2 separate regions of the Rattus norvegicus genome follow, and region 1 is linked to region 2. Evidence: chromatin contacts called from public Hi-C data. All regions are on one chromosome and are shown on one strand. The core of a region is the stretch at or near the end of the contact, and the rest is flanking DNA. Distances in the headings are between cores, read along the strand shown.

The links. A called contact is a pair of places that touch in the nucleus more often than the background predicts.
Region 1: a contact with region 2 is called in a Hi-C map of Schwann cells, with 6 times the contacts expected there. The contact joins the promoter of Wwtr1 here to the enhancer-like site in region 2. A contact is called at or near these places in 9 of 12 Hi-C or Micro-C datasets (the A7r5 cell line, the Rat2 cell line, Schwann cells and 4 more) and 1 of 1 datasets of contacts at active chromatin or transcription factors (oligodendrocytes).

Annotation. Positions count from the first base shown.
Region 1 is chr2:143,915,437-143,919,083 of GRCr8, forward strand. Wwtr1 (WW domain containing transcription regulator 1) reads right to left here and starts at 1,505. Exons shown (of 7, transcript NM_001024869.1): 1 at 1,349-1,505; 2 at 583-1,017. The coding sequence starts at 1,013.
Region 2 is chr2:143,813,430-143,817,461 of GRCr8, forward strand. The region is part of intron 4 of Wwtr1 (WW domain containing transcription regulator 1); the gene reads right to left. Among named protein-coding and RNA genes, the nearest start is that of Tm4sf4, 59 kb to the left of the region's middle. Within about 2 kb of position 2,017, at least 33 of the 93 cell types and tissues checked have an H3K27ac peak or open chromatin away from gene starts, as enhancers often do. A contact at or near this core is called in the A7r5 cell line, Schwann cells and liver, where this site is marked.

The DNA.
Region 1 (3,647 bases), core at 255-2,754, 100 kb after region 2:
AATTACATTACTGAACTGTGTGGTCATACGTCATCAGCTGGGAGAGGTAAAGCCCACCAGGGACTGTGTTCTTTTCCGGTGTGGCTGAAGAACCCAGACCACCTACTTACCTGGCTCTGAGCTAGCTAACTTAAGTGAAGGCGCTAAGGGCCTAAGACCCAGATTTAGACCAAAGTCACTCAAACTTCCTTTCCCCAAGTTTAAGTGTTCCAATGTCCTGGATCTCTTAAGGCTTAAAGCACTATGGATGAAGTTAAATTGACTTCGCGAAATTGTTCTCTGCTCTAGTCCAACTCCCAGAAACTCACTCCCTATTTTAACTTTGTAGATCTGTGAAGCACCTTGGAATCGTCAGAGTCAATCTCTCTCTCTCTCTCTCTCTCTCTCTCTCTCTCTCTCTCTCTCTCTCTCTCTCTCTCACACACACACACACACACACACACACACACACACCACACCACACCACACCACACCACACCACACCACACCACACCACACCACACCACACCACAAGAACGCATGAGCTTACGAGCGTCCCCGGGGCATCGCAACTTTGCACCTCTTGGCTGGCGACAGACTTACTTAAGGAAATATCTCTGGCCAGTGGCCGTGAAGGTCATCTCCCACCCGGGGGGCAACGGCAGCTCGTCGGTCACGTCATAGGACTGCTGGCGGAGATGTGCATGCTGCTGTGCAGGGCCTCCAGCGGCGCCCGCACCGGTGCCTAGCTGCAGGGATGCGGGCGACGAGTGCGAGCGGACGTGCTGCGCGCCGCCAGCTAGTCGAGGCCCGGGGTGGCCGCCCGATGAGTCGGTGCTGGACTGGCGCGAGTGCGAGCCGGAATCGGGCTCCTTAAAGAAGGACTCCGGGAGGATCTTTTTCCGCCACGAGCTGGGCTTGGGATTCATGACAGAGTTGAAGAGGGCTTCGAGGTCCGTGTCGAGGTCCTGCGTGACGTGGATGACTTGTTGCCCTGGCGGCGGGAGCGGATGGGGCACCGAGGACGGATTCATCTTTCTACAAGAAAAAAGAAAAATCGGGTCTGCCTTTTAGTGCAAGTCGGGGGGAGGGGGAGTTGTCCTGGGGAAGGACAGAGACAGCACAGAGACAGTTAGGTATGGGTCCAGGGACCAGCCGGTGGGGGAGGGGGCGCCCCTGGCCTCCGAGATTATGCAACTTTCCCGCAGCAGAGAAGCTCCCCTGAGCAAGCAGCCGCGGACCGAGGTCGAAGGTGCCTGCACCAGACCCAGTCGCAGCCTCCCCTGACCAATACGCCCACCGCCGACCCCAAGAGTCCGGACTGCGGTCGTCTAAGAGCCGAAAGGGTGCGGGGCGCGACGGGAGCTACCTGGGCACGCGGGGAAGCCAAGCCTGGGCGCCTCCCGAACTGACGAGCTGGAACCCGGCCCCGGCTGGCAGATCCCGAGCGGATTCCCAGCAGCCGAAGGCTTTTCCTCTTACATCCCCGGAGCCGGCCTCGGGCGCTCGCACTACGCGAGGAAGCGACTGAGAAGACGTAGACTAGCGCAGCCGCCGCGGCTCCCGGACTGTCCCATAAACAAAGTTTGCTGCAAACTCCCACCCCTAGGAAAGAGGCGGGCCGAAAGTGGAGCTGTTGAATTATGCATGACCTCCTGGCTGGAGCCAGCCTGCCCCACGCCCCTCCTCTTCCTCCTCCTCCCACCCTGGCCGGGCTGGCGGGGGTGGGCTGGGCACTTCGCAGCTCCGGAGAGACCGTGCCCCCGCCCCGCCGCGCCGCGCCGCGCCGACCTCTCCCGCCGAGCGCTCTATCTGCATTCCTTTGAGTTTACCACTGACTTGGGGCGGGATCAAAGAGAAAATGGTTCAAGCCTGTTAAATCAAGGGGTTATGGACAAAAACCAAATCGGAGAATAACGGAGGGCTTGCAGTTGAGGGTCTAAGGGCCCAGAATGAGTGTCCGGGCAGGGTGCTTGCCCTCGCCTTGAAGGGAGCGCCCAGCACCCGGAATGTGGCACGGGGCGCCGATCTGACAGAGGTCGGACCGGGGCGCACCCTGGCTCAGGGAGACACCCGCGAGGCCAGACTTTCCACGGAAGGCTGCTTAGCGCTTGTGACCATATTTGGTCTGGTGAGGAGACAACTTGGCCGTTTGGCTTTCAATTGTCTGCAAGACGGTTTCCAAATAGTGCCGCTGTTGCTGAAGATGCGGCTTCGCCAAAGAGTCGATTGTAAACTACCAACTTGCAAGCCTTTCATCGGTCGTTAGTTTTCTCTACGAAGTGAATCTGGATACTAGGAGTTGAAAAAAAGGTCGAGACAAAACTGCGTTCTAGAAGGCCAAGCAATTGCGCCCCCTTCCCTCCTCCCGCGGCATTTGCGAGGGTAGTGGGAGGATTGGAATGTCCCTGGGTCCCTCCAGGGAGCCTGGAACTGGGATGGAACCGGGGCAGGTGGCTAGGATAGAGAGGGTGTGCCAGTGACCCGGAAAAAGCCACACATACTCCCACCCGACTGGACCTGGGCCAGAGGTGGAGACCCCAGCCTGTGGGGAGAGGAGGTCGGGCCTGGTAAGACAGCTGCCGGGAAGAGGGAGGAGGCCTTGCCCGTCCCACTGCCAGCTGCTCTACTCTATTCCTTCTCTCCAAGAAAGGATGACCGCTTTATAAAATCACATTCCAGGAAGCCCCTACCCGACCCCGCAGATTCTAATAGACATTTATTAGATAGGCTAAATGAGGCAATACATGCAAAGCACTTTGCTTAGCCAGGGCTGGATGCAAGTTTGTCAGCAGAACTATATTAAATGCTGGCACTGTGCCTCACCATGTTTAAGGGCGAAATAAAAGTCAAAATTAAATCCACAGTTGAAGGACGACAGCACTATAGGAAAATGAAGACGACTGTGACCTAACAGCAAGTTGAAGGGACAAAGGCAAAGCTACTCCATAATTTTTACTTTAAGAGCTAGAAGAGTGGACAGCACTGTGGCTCAGCTGGAAAAGGTCCTTTCCAGCAATCCTGACAACCTGAGTTCGATTCCCACACACTACATGATGGAAGGAGGGAACCAACTCTAGCCTCCACGTGAGCCCCTCCCCAACACAATTTTTTTGTCCTTTTGAGACCATCTTTGAATAGCTGTATCCTACCCCAGTATCCATACATGACCTTTGACTCCAGGTCCCTTACTGACTGGGAAATGACAGGGTAGTCTTCTACCAAGACTTCTTGAACTTTTCCGCTCATGACCCCCTTTTCCCTGAAACATATCTGACCCCAAACTATATTTGTATAAAATGGTAAAAATCAAAAGATTTACTGATGACCGTAAATTAATCTTAAAACGATTCCCGAGTATATAAAAATTTGCCATTCATTAAAATCACCAAGCTGTGCTTTGGGCTGGGACCGTAGTTCAGTGGCAGGGCGCTTGCCTAGGATCATTCCTTAGTAGTAATAAATAATAAAATGAATGTGGTTGTTTCTATAGACAGAATATACTAATACTACAGGGTATCGGGTGTCTTCAACATTTTATACTTTTTTATTTGATAATTGCCAGTCCCGAGACTGGCATTGTACAAAATGGCAGAAGTATGTTTAGGGCCATTTCAGAAACCGTTGGAAGTTCTGTCCTAGTTCCAAGCCCAAATTGCATTTAATGA
Region 2 (4,032 bases), core at 767-3,266:
ACGAGGCTAAAGTCTATGACTGCAGTAGATAGAGGTAAGTGGGTCCTCAGATACCTGGCTGGGGGTTGCAGGAAGAGAGGAAAAAGGAGGAGAGAGGAGACCAAGGGAGGAGGAAGCCACCATGAGAGGAGATGGACCATGAGCATGTAGCCAGGAGAACAGCAAGGAGCAAGGGACATATGGCCAGAACCTAAGTTAGAATAGTTCCAAAATCTGCCCAATCTAGGCCTATAGCTTGTAAATAAAATACCTGGATTGTGCTAGAATATAAAAACATCAATTACAAGATTCGAGAGGGGTAGACAGACCATCACCAAGAATGGGCAATGGACAGGCGTTAGGATGTGCTTCTAACCCCCTACATCGATGTTCTCTAGTCTTACATCCATCTCAAGTAACAAAGGGGTCATCATTACTTCTGTGAGTGCTCCAAGTGACTTCCTGACATGCATCAAGCTCTGTGTGTCAGGCTACGGGCAGGTTCTAATCAACGCTTTCACTAAGCCTCGTAGTGACCACTGGAGGATAATGGGTCTGAGAAGTGTCAGGATATCACAAAACTCAAAGGCCTTGAAATGGCTCTCAAACTACTAATGAACTTCAAGATTCCTCAGTCACAGATCTGTGGCAGATAGAAGGAAGAACTTTCTAGGTGTGATCAGCTAAGGTACTGGCTACTTCCCAGTTCTGTGAGCTCTCGACCAGTTGAATTGTCAGGCAGTTAAGGTGCTATGGAGGCTGGCCTGAGCTTGGCATAACAGAAAGTGGTGATGCAATGCAGGGAAGTTGACTTTAAAATCACAATGATCCGGGTTCGAATCCCAGGTCAGTTACAATATAGCTGTGACATTTTGGACAAAATTCTTTTTAAAAATTTTAATTAAAAAATTTGATATTTATTTTTATATGAATGGGGGTTTTTTGTCTTTGCTTTTGTTGTTGTTTGTTTTGCCTGCAGGCATGTCTGTTCACCAAATGTGTGCAGTGCCCAAGAAGTCCCAAAGAGGATGTGGGACGGCCCTGGAACTAGAGTTAGAGCTGGTTGTGCACTACCATGTAGGTGCTGAGATCTGAACCATCCCTGCAGCCCCTGGGACTAAATTCTTGACAGTTCATTTAAGATGCTTTATGAAGCCTATCCTGCAGGGCATGGATCAAAGGGCATAGTAAGACAAACAACAGAAGGTGTCATGGAGGGCACGGAAAGATTGAGAGGCAGAGGGGCTGGCCTAGACCTTGCAATCTGCTAGCTACATGCGAGGCCTGCACACAGGACTCCAATAACTTATTTGGCCAATGAGGTAACTGAGGGCCTGAGAGAGTTAAGTGGCTTTCCCAGGAACCCCGCAGCTAACAGCAGGTGGAGCCAGTGTCTAAACCCAGGCCATTTGACCTCTGAGGCTATTCCAGTAATTTCCACAGACAAGAAAGAGTACCAGGGAGAAGGAAGTGAGGGCTGAAGTTGGCAGGCCTCAAATTCAGGCCCTTTCACCTACTATTGGAGATGAAACTTGGGCAAGTTACTTCATTTCTCTGATCCCGTTTTCCCAGCTATAAAATGGAAATACCAACCCTATGACCTCACTCGGCTTGTTTAGAAGAAAATTTAATGAACCAACCTATTCAACAGCCCTGAGCACAGTTTTTCCTCCACAGACTGGGACGAACATGGAACTGAAAGTGTTCTATGATCCTTTTCGATGTGTATGGGTGAAGCTAGTGTCCTGGGAATTCACACCGCGTTTAGCAAAGTTTTAAGGTTCCATTTTAAAGGCCAGTCTCAGAAAGTTCAACAACAAAACCAAAAATCATTTGTGGATTCAAAAGGCACCCTCCTAGGGCTGGGAGGCTCTGTGGTGGATGCAGCGGGGACAATGAAACGCATCAGATGGTTTGTGAGTTAAGATGTTCTGGAAGCTCCCTCCCCTTAAGTTCCCTCACTGGCCTGCAGTTCTGTGGAATAAATCAACAGAAGAAGCTAGAAAGTAAATGTCAATAAAAGCAGGGCCTGGCTCAGTGTTTTTGGCTCGAAGGGCACCTCCCACCAGCCAGCTCCTGCCCTGGCTGGAATGCACTTCAAAGGGAGCTAACTGAATGATAATAACCTCTTCTGAGAGTGCTCAGCTTGACTTAAGTGTGGAGCCCGAGATTCTACAAAAATGGAAGACCAAATTGTTTTAATTATAAAGGGTGGGGCAAGCAGAAACAAATGAAAAGAAATGAAAGCAGTATTTTAAAATCCTGCTGTTAAAAACAGTTATTTCAGCGCAGAGATGCAGCTCGCTCCTTCTCAAAACCGTGGAGACTGCAGAGGCAGGCCTGGGAAGTGGGGTTCTGATGTCAATCTCTTTTAAACCCCGGGTCAAGCGATTCTAGAAATTCGCTGCCACATTTCCCGGAGTGTCTCTTTGAAACCCCTCCTCACACGCTGCCAGACTGGCTGAAAAGTGCAAATCCGAAACTTCAATACTTTGGAGAAAACATTGGTTGAGTCCGTAATTATTATCCAACTCCTGTTACGTCCTAGAATCGCTCAAAGGAAGGCAAAATGTAGATAAGACTTTTGACTTACAAAAGGCAAAGTAGATTTTCGAAATGAAATACTTCCTCATACCTCTGTGATCTCATTTTCCTCAGTACAAAACGAGTCTCCGATTTAAAACAATGACCAAGCTGTTTTCAAAAGGGCTTTTTATTACAGATGCACTTATGTAAAGGGACAAGCAAATCTACCTCAGAGAACAGGCTGGTTTGGAGTGATGGAAGGGAGAGTCCTTTAGAAACTTTTCTCTTACCCTTACCCTTACCCGGACCAAAGTCTCATTCTGTAGCTCTGGCTAGCCTGAAATTTGCTGTGTAGGCCAGACTGGTCTGTAGCTAGCAGTCCTGAGCCCTGACCTAGGTTACAGACATACACTACCTTCCTGTGTGGTGGGGCACAATAGATGTCCTCAACTCCTAGACAAATTCAACGCTTTCTAGAAACTGAAATAGAAGTTCCAGGGACAGACTCTGTTTCCTGCCCAACATATGTGATAAGAACATTTGTTGAGCATGTGTGTGTATATGAATGAACTTAAAATAGCCATCTCACTACAGATGACAGGGAAATATGATGAATCTAGGACAACAGGATCCTTCAAACACCTTAGTCAGTCCCGAAACCTAATTCTACAGTGTGCCTTCCTAAAAACTATGTGCAGCGTTCCAACGGCTGTGAAACAGCTGCTATACCTTACATGCTTTGCTTGGTATGACTTTAAGTTTTCTGAAAATCTTTTAAAAACTCAAGACAGAAAACAGCCCTGTAAACCTTCCCTGAGATCAGCACTGCTCTCCTTGGAATGGAGGATCTGAAATGGCCCTGTGAAGCTGGTCAACCAATCTGCCTTGCCCCCCCAGAGGGCTGTCAAGCTTGACAGAAATCTGTAAGACCTGCTAAAAGAATTCTGTGCCTGCCTCCCTCCGTCTGTGTCCCTGTTGCCCTGGAAACTGAAGGCCAACCTTAGTCAGCAGTTTTGTTTGCAAGCTGTGCTCTCCTGCCCCCACCCCCAGCCCCAAGTGCCAATTAAAGAGAGGTTGAGGGGAAACAGTATGGAATTTGCTAGAAAATAGTAACAGTCTCTCAACAGCACAGGACCTCAAAAGAGCGATGCTGTCGCTTCGGTAAATAATGCTAAATTTAGGGACTACACTTATGGGAGCATTCCAAGTTGAGAGAGACAGACCAACAGAAAGACAGACTGACAGAGAGACAGAAAGTGTGTGTGTATGATATAATATGGGGATGAGCCCTAAGGCCTTCACGCATGCCAGGCAAATCATCTACATGTGCAATATCCTTATAAAAACTCCACAACGTGTATGCATATATGTGTGCGGTATATGTGTACCCATCTGTGCATACATACACGGCACACTGCACATACAGAAGTCAGAGGACGATGTGTGGCAGTTGCTCTCTTTCTACCTTATGATATTCGGGGTGGCAAGTGCCTTTACTCTTTCAGTCATTTTACAGCCCCCCCCCCT